Regions from separate parts of the Bicyclus anynana genome. Here region 2 is linked to region 1. The links are chromatin contacts, called in public Hi-C maps. All regions are on one chromosome and are shown on one strand. The core of a region is the stretch at or near the end of the contact, and the rest is flanking DNA. Distances in the headings are between cores, read along the strand shown.

What was found. Hi-C and Micro-C count contacts between places; a contact is called where the count stands out from the background.
Region 2: a Hi-C map of whole body shows a contact between it and region 1, with 1.6 times the contacts expected there. The contact joins the promoter of LOC112053498 here to the enhancer-like site in region 1. A contact is called at or near these places in 2 of 2 Hi-C or Micro-C datasets (whole body and whole larva).

Annotation. Positions count from the first base shown.
Region 1 is chr15:12,201,448-12,204,665 of ilBicAnyn1.1, reverse strand. LOC112053498 (supervillin) reads left to right here. Exons shown (of 26, transcript XM_052885955.1): 2 at 1,137-1,434; 3 at 2,055-3,021. The coding sequence starts at 1,319. Among protein-coding and RNA genes, the nearest start is that of LOC112053498, 36 kb to the left of the region's middle. Within about 2 kb of position 1,360, at least 5 of the 8 cell types and tissues checked have open chromatin away from gene starts, as enhancers often do.
Region 2 is chr15:12,237,453-12,241,057 of ilBicAnyn1.1, reverse strand. It overlaps LOC112053498 (supervillin), which reads left to right and starts at 1,767. Exons shown (of 26, transcript XM_052885955.1): 1 at 1,767-2,042. It overlaps LOC112054507, which reads left to right. Exons shown (of 3, transcript XM_052885963.1): 3 at 1.

The DNA of each region.
Region 1 (3,218 bases), core at 111-2,610:
GTTCTCATCAATACACATTAATCAACCCAAAACACGAGATAATTGCTGTAAAGCTTTGAGCGTTTAAGATACTTGACGGAAAAGCTAAGCACTACGAGTAGTCGTCTCTACGATTTTCGAAAATTCCACTCGATTTCTCCAGGATGCCATCATCAGATCTGAAAAAAATGGGACCACCTTGGAAGTATACGCTTCCAAACAAAAACAGAATTTTCAAAATCGGTCCATAAATGACGGAAATATCGTTGAACATAGATACGTAAAAATAAATATACATATAGCAGAACGTATAACCTCCACCTATCCCTCCTCCTAGAGAAAAGTGGAAAAAGAAAGGAATTAATCTGTAGGTATATAATTCGTGATAAACTAATTAGGACTAATTCCCATCCTCCCCGTAAAGTGCGCTTCTGTGAAATGGCTTAAGTATCATTCTTACACTTAAACCATTTCGCAGAAGCGTACTTTACGGGGTGGATGGCAACAATGGAACAAAGGCCAACGCGCCTTGATACACACTTCGTGGTCCCCGATAAGTTAAACAGCATTGTTTCTGCTATTTTGCGTGCGACAGCTTATATTGTATGTGTGTAAAAATAATGTGGCAGACATTATTTTTACACGTGCTAATTCCCTTTGTTTCGACTTGGAAGAAACTGGTTTACTTAGCTACAGGAATTCGCATTGTTTTTACTATTATCTCTAACTGAACGTTGATCTATATTCTGCAAAATTGTTGTTCGTATTTTATAAACAACTTCAAGATTATTTACTAGCAGACGCCCCGCGGTTTTACACGTGAATTCATCGTTCCTGTGGGATTACGAGGATAAAATATAGCCTATGACACTCACAAATAACGTAGCCTTCTAATGATAAAAGAATTATCAAAATCTGTTTTGTTGATCCAGCTATTACCCCCTGCAAACTTCACCTCTTTGTAATATTAAAATAGTCTACATCTGACTCGGTTAACTTCCACTCAATAATTTAACGCATTAGGGCTTTTCCTATATATTTTTTAATTATTATAACTAGTATTAGTATTTTTTTAATTATAACTACCCCTGTATTAGAACAAACAGCGCTTCATGTTTAAATTGTATGAGTAAAATCGTGTATTTTGTAAATTTCAGATACCGCAACGCCTTGAAGCCTACCTCCCAAGCCTTAGCCTGTATTCATCACTGCCAATGATTCCGCCCGTAAGGCGCTAGATGTCGCCATGCTAGACAAGACTCGTAGACGTAATAGCCTTCGAAGCAATAGACCAATCGCAGACAGTAGTACGTGACACAGTCTGAAGTCGGAAGACGAAATGAGCCAATCAGCGGACGAGGCCCGCGCGGCCAGGATACAAAGATACAAGGAAGAGCGGAGGGTGCAGCTCATCGCTAGAACAGCCACTTTGTTCTCCGCTAACGTTACTGAAAGGTAAATGCTTTTTTATTACATAACTAGCAGACGACACGCGGTATCTCCCGCATAGTTTCTGTTCCCGTTAAAATATGAGGATAAAATATAGCCTGTGTCACAGACGAATAACGTGGCTTTATAGTGGTAAAAGAATTTTTAAAATCGGTTCACAAGATCCAGAGATTACACCATACAATCTTCATAGATGATATAAGGGTGGCGTATGGCATCAAATGCCGTTTAAATTATCGTTTGGAAATCACATTTTTTGTCGATTTTATAGTCAAAAGCAAACTGTTAATTTGTGCAATAAAACCAGTAGAAATACATTGCACGTTTTTAATGAAGGGTCAATGGTTGAACGTGTATATACTCGTAGCTTATTAGTAACGGTATACTAAATATAATATAAATACGAAATATTTTACCCCTGACAATTTTAATGTTAAATTTCATGCATAAAGCAACTAAATTCCCAAACTAACGACTGCAATTTCGCCTTTATAACATTAGTATAGGTTACCAAAGTAGCAATTCCTCTTGAAACTTTGATTTCTTACTCTTTACTTAATCTTGGAGACAGTCCATAGAGTGGCATTATTGATCTATACTAAATGTTTATTTCTGTCTCATTTCAGGCGTCCAAAGAAAGCAGCTCGGTCACCTTTAGAAGATACTGTCACAAACCTGAAGTCTTCCTCAGAGTTAAACCTGAATACAGCCTCAACATCAGTGCCTATACGAACCACGCGAACTTCACGCTTGAGAGCTGCCGCAGCCAATAGTTCAGAATCTTGCCAGTTGACAAAGAAAACAAACAGAAGTTCGTCTGTTCAAAATTTATTAGAAGATGAAAAAAATAAAACGCAAAAAACCGCTAAAATTATAGATAGAGATAAAACGCGAACAAATTCTAATAGAAGGCAAAGTCACGAGAAAGAAAATTTAAAAAGCGCGTCGACTACTTGCTTTCCAGAGAAAGATAATGGTGCTATTAGGTCGAAACTTAAACATTCCAATAATAAAAGTAATTTAGAAAAAGACAAAATTAATTTAGTCATTAGTCCTAAAGGGAAAAGCGTTGACGAAAAGAATAGTTCAAAGAAAGAAGACAAGAAAACGAGAGTTAGTGTGACTGAAGCAATTAAAATAGATAGTTTAACGGATGACGATAAGAGTATTGACGTTGATGACATATTGAATGATATACTTGGTAATAAAAGTAATTCCAATAGTTTGGAGAGAGAAAGGTTTGATGTTTTATACAACGACTTGATTGACGATAATAAAGTTAAAATTGAAGTTAACGACGTTCCTGTGCAGAACAATGTGGCTCAGGAGAAAGAGCTCAAGATTAGTCACAAAAATTCATACATTCCTATTAAAGAATCGATAGCTGTTAGTAGAACTGATGATCCGGTGAAAGTGGAAACTTGTGTTGTGCCAAAAAATGTGAAAACTGAAGTGGGGTTGTTGGGTGCAGTGTGTGTTCGTAAAGTAGAAAGGTTTAGTGAGTTGCTCAGTAATCTATGTTCGCCGCGCGAAGCCGATATATTGTTCGAGGACATTCTTGTTGAAAACGGGATTGATGGTGTTAACACTCCGGTGAGTATAGAGCATCATCATCAAAATATAGTAGGCCAATTCAGTAGTATAATGTAGAGAATATTGACAAAAAAAAATCGTGGCTGCTTAAAACCTCTCAAAATCACTTAAGATCTTAAAAGAATCCAAATAATCAGTACCTTTCATAGGAAATGGTCGCTTAAGTTAAGCAATACTTAGTTTAGCTTTATGACTTT
Region 2 (3,605 bases), core at 518-3,017, 36 kb before region 1:
ATTTTGGTGTTTGATTATATTATAAAGACCTACTACCTTTTTATTAAAAATAATTGACCAAATGTTAGATCATCATCATCATCATTATCAACCCACATTCGGCTCACGGCTGAGCTCGAGTCTACTCTCAGAATGAGAGGGGTTAGGCCTTAGTCCACCACGCTGGCCTAATGCGGATTGGCAGACTTTACACACGCAGATAATTAAGAAAATTCTGTGGTAGGTATGCAGGTTTCCTCACGATGTTTTTCCTTCACAGTTTGAGAAACGTGATATTTAATTTCTTAAAATGCACTCAACTGAAAAGTTGGAGATGCATGCCCCGGGCCGGATTCGACACACACCCACACTTGCTAACTTGTTAGGAGGGCTAACTTGTTAGGAGGAGGATGAAAATCCACACCCCTTTGGGTTTCTACACGGCATCGTACTGGAACGCTAAATCGCTTGGCGGTACGTCTTTGCCGGTAGGGTGGTAACTAGCCACGGCCGAAGCCTCCCACCAGCCAGACCTGAACAAATTAAGAAAATCTCAATCTGCCCAGCCGGGGATCGAACCCAGGACCTCCGTTTTGTAAATCCACCGCGCATACCACTGCGCCACGGAGGCCGTCAAAAAAAACCCTCCGGAATCGGAGGCAGAAGTCATACCCACTGGGCTATCACGACCACGGCACGGTTGGAACAGATACTTCCTCTGAATGTGGTCAATACAATGATATTTTAGCCTAGAGATGGACTAGTACATCAAAACAGAGTGACAAATGTGGAAAATTGACTTAATTTCATTTAGTCGCTTATTAAACAACGAACGTTATATTCGACCACTACTATAATATAGTATAAGTAAGTTGTAAAATTGGCTTGTAACAGACGTCTACCAATTATAAAACACCTCCCTGCTAAATTTCAAGTTTATAGCAAAATAAATGAAAGACTTTTATACAAACTTGTGAGAGCCTCTGGACCTTAATCCGGCCCTATCGCAGAATCCGTTCTTAGCAGATACCTACTAATTAAAGACTACCTCTCTGCCAATGTTGCCCCGCAGCATACATTATGTACGTTTCAATACTCACGCCTGAAATGCGCTACCGAGGACTGCCGAGGAGCAGCATTCCGTAAGCCGCGGCGTGCACACTGTAGGCGGCAGCGCACAGTGAAAGGTGCGCAGAATAGGTTGCGCACAAAAACGTAACGCTGTCATTCGTTCATCGAATTTTACTGCCCATATTTTTTCATACCGGATGCCATCGATCGTAGATTTATATCGATGCCGGAGGCTATGTATGAAAAATCGATTCTCACAAAATATAATAAATAAATTCTAGATTCCAAGGAATAAACTCCATTTTTGTCTCATTGAAATTGAATGATCTCGTCTCGGTAATTACAAATTTTAAAACTATGTGCCAACGCCATCTACCAAAAGAGACGAGAAGTAAATTGCCATCTAGTAGTGACTATTTAAACTAATGAAGAAACTTATACAGATTAGTACCTTATTTATCACTAGGTGGCGCTATGTTATTAGACCGTAACACACAATATTGGTTTAACAAATTATTAATCTACAACTTCATAAAAATAGAACTTTATTTTTGTGTGTATTAAAACAAAAATAATAATTATTTTAATATTTTTTGGCATTATTATAATATGCATATATATTATGCAAACTGGCAGCACCTCATTGGAGAGCGTACTGATGTGACATTGACACTTGACAATGACATTTGACGCTTGTCTTGTCTTTGCATTTGCAGAAAAACCGAAAACGGCTGATGGTTTCGTGTTGTGTCGCGTTGTGTAATTTGTTTGCGTCTAGATTTTATTATTTTTGAACTGACGATATTAAATATAAAATTTTATTACTGGTTATTTGTCAAACTAATTAATACCTGTTACTTATTTGTAGTGTTCCGTGTTTTACAGACTTTACTCCGTAAGATAACGCGTGTTTTTTTACCGTTGAGAATTCATAACATCGGTGATCGGTCTAGTTTGTTAATGTAACCTGCCTGCCCTGCGGTTTTTGAAAGGTAACGGTTTTGGGTTTTTATTTATTAATAATATCACGAATTTACGAAGTATAATAAAAACTTACACAAAGTACAAACTATCTAACTTTGTTTGTGTGAATCGTATTTTGGTTAGACAAACAGATTTATTGTTTACATTCGTTATCAAGCATTTTACTTAGTTTGCTGATTCATATGACCATGTGAATTTTTATGAAGCGTACCTAAAGGTAGCCTTTGAAGTTTTTAATTATTTATATTACGTATGTGCCTAATTCCACATACATTTAAATCACTTATTAAAATGACCTTTTAGGTATGAGTTTTATATATTCTATAAAAAGTACAATTTTATCAGATATCTTATTTAAAATGATATAATGTATGCAATTATAAAATTTTATAATTGCATACTTCAGATCAATTGAAATGCATCAAACTTCCAGTCTACCATTAACATGAGGCTAGGAGGCACATAGCTGTCTTCATCATTAATAACCCATATTCGGCTCACTGTTGAGCACAAATCTCCTCTCAGACTGAGAGGGATTAAGCTAAGAGTCCACCATGCTGTGCCAATGCGGATTGGCAGACATCACACATGTAGAAAATTAAGAATATTCTCAGGGATATAGTTTTTCTCACAATGTTTTTCCTTCACCCTTGAGACACAAGATATTTAATATCTTAAAATGCACATAACAGAAAAGTTGGAGGTTCATGTCTCAGGCAGGATTCGAATCTATACCCTCCAAATTGAAGGCAGAGGTATTATCCATTGGGCTATCACAGCTCTCTGTGCCATACATAGCATGCATATTGCATGTGCCATTCATACATAGCTGTGCAGTTTAAAAAACATAAATCCCAGTGGCATTATAATTATCTGTGCAGTTTGGTGTGTTGCAATGTCAGAGAAGATTATAGTCTGGCAAGTTTGTTGATGACACTCTCATGATATGCGGGCGACGGGGGGAAAAACGGGGTGTGAAATTGTACATGCGGGGAGGTGAGGTGCATCAGTCATGGGTTTTTCATTCATTGCTACATGTCCCCTGGCACGCGCGGACCATCAGGAGTGTTACAAATGAAGTTGCCAAGCTATAGAAATTTGGCACATATCACACCTATATTGAAAAGCCTCATTGCCTCATTACTAAGTCCATCAACTTGCAGTCTAAGAGGGTTGCTACCATAACCATTTCAATGCAATGAACCATTAAAAATATGCTGATGATAATAATTCTTCTTGTTAAGTACTTTATTATTTGGTCTGTCCTTTTTCTTTTTATACCACTCTGAACTTGCTAATTTGATCCATCTATTAGTGGATTGAATCTATTAGTTAGTTTTGTTTTATAGTCCCAGAAAATTCTTATCTTAAATCTTAAGTTTCAAATCTCATCTTACAAATAGGTACATTTGGTTAATTTACAAATCATCTGGCCTGGGCAATTTACAATGTAGATGAATTGTAAATTGCCCAGACCAGATGGTCTGGTGACTTCTGACTTGGCTAAATGCCATGCTACTGGCACAAACATTTGAATCAAGTGATTGATTCATTCATTCTTATTTTGGTAT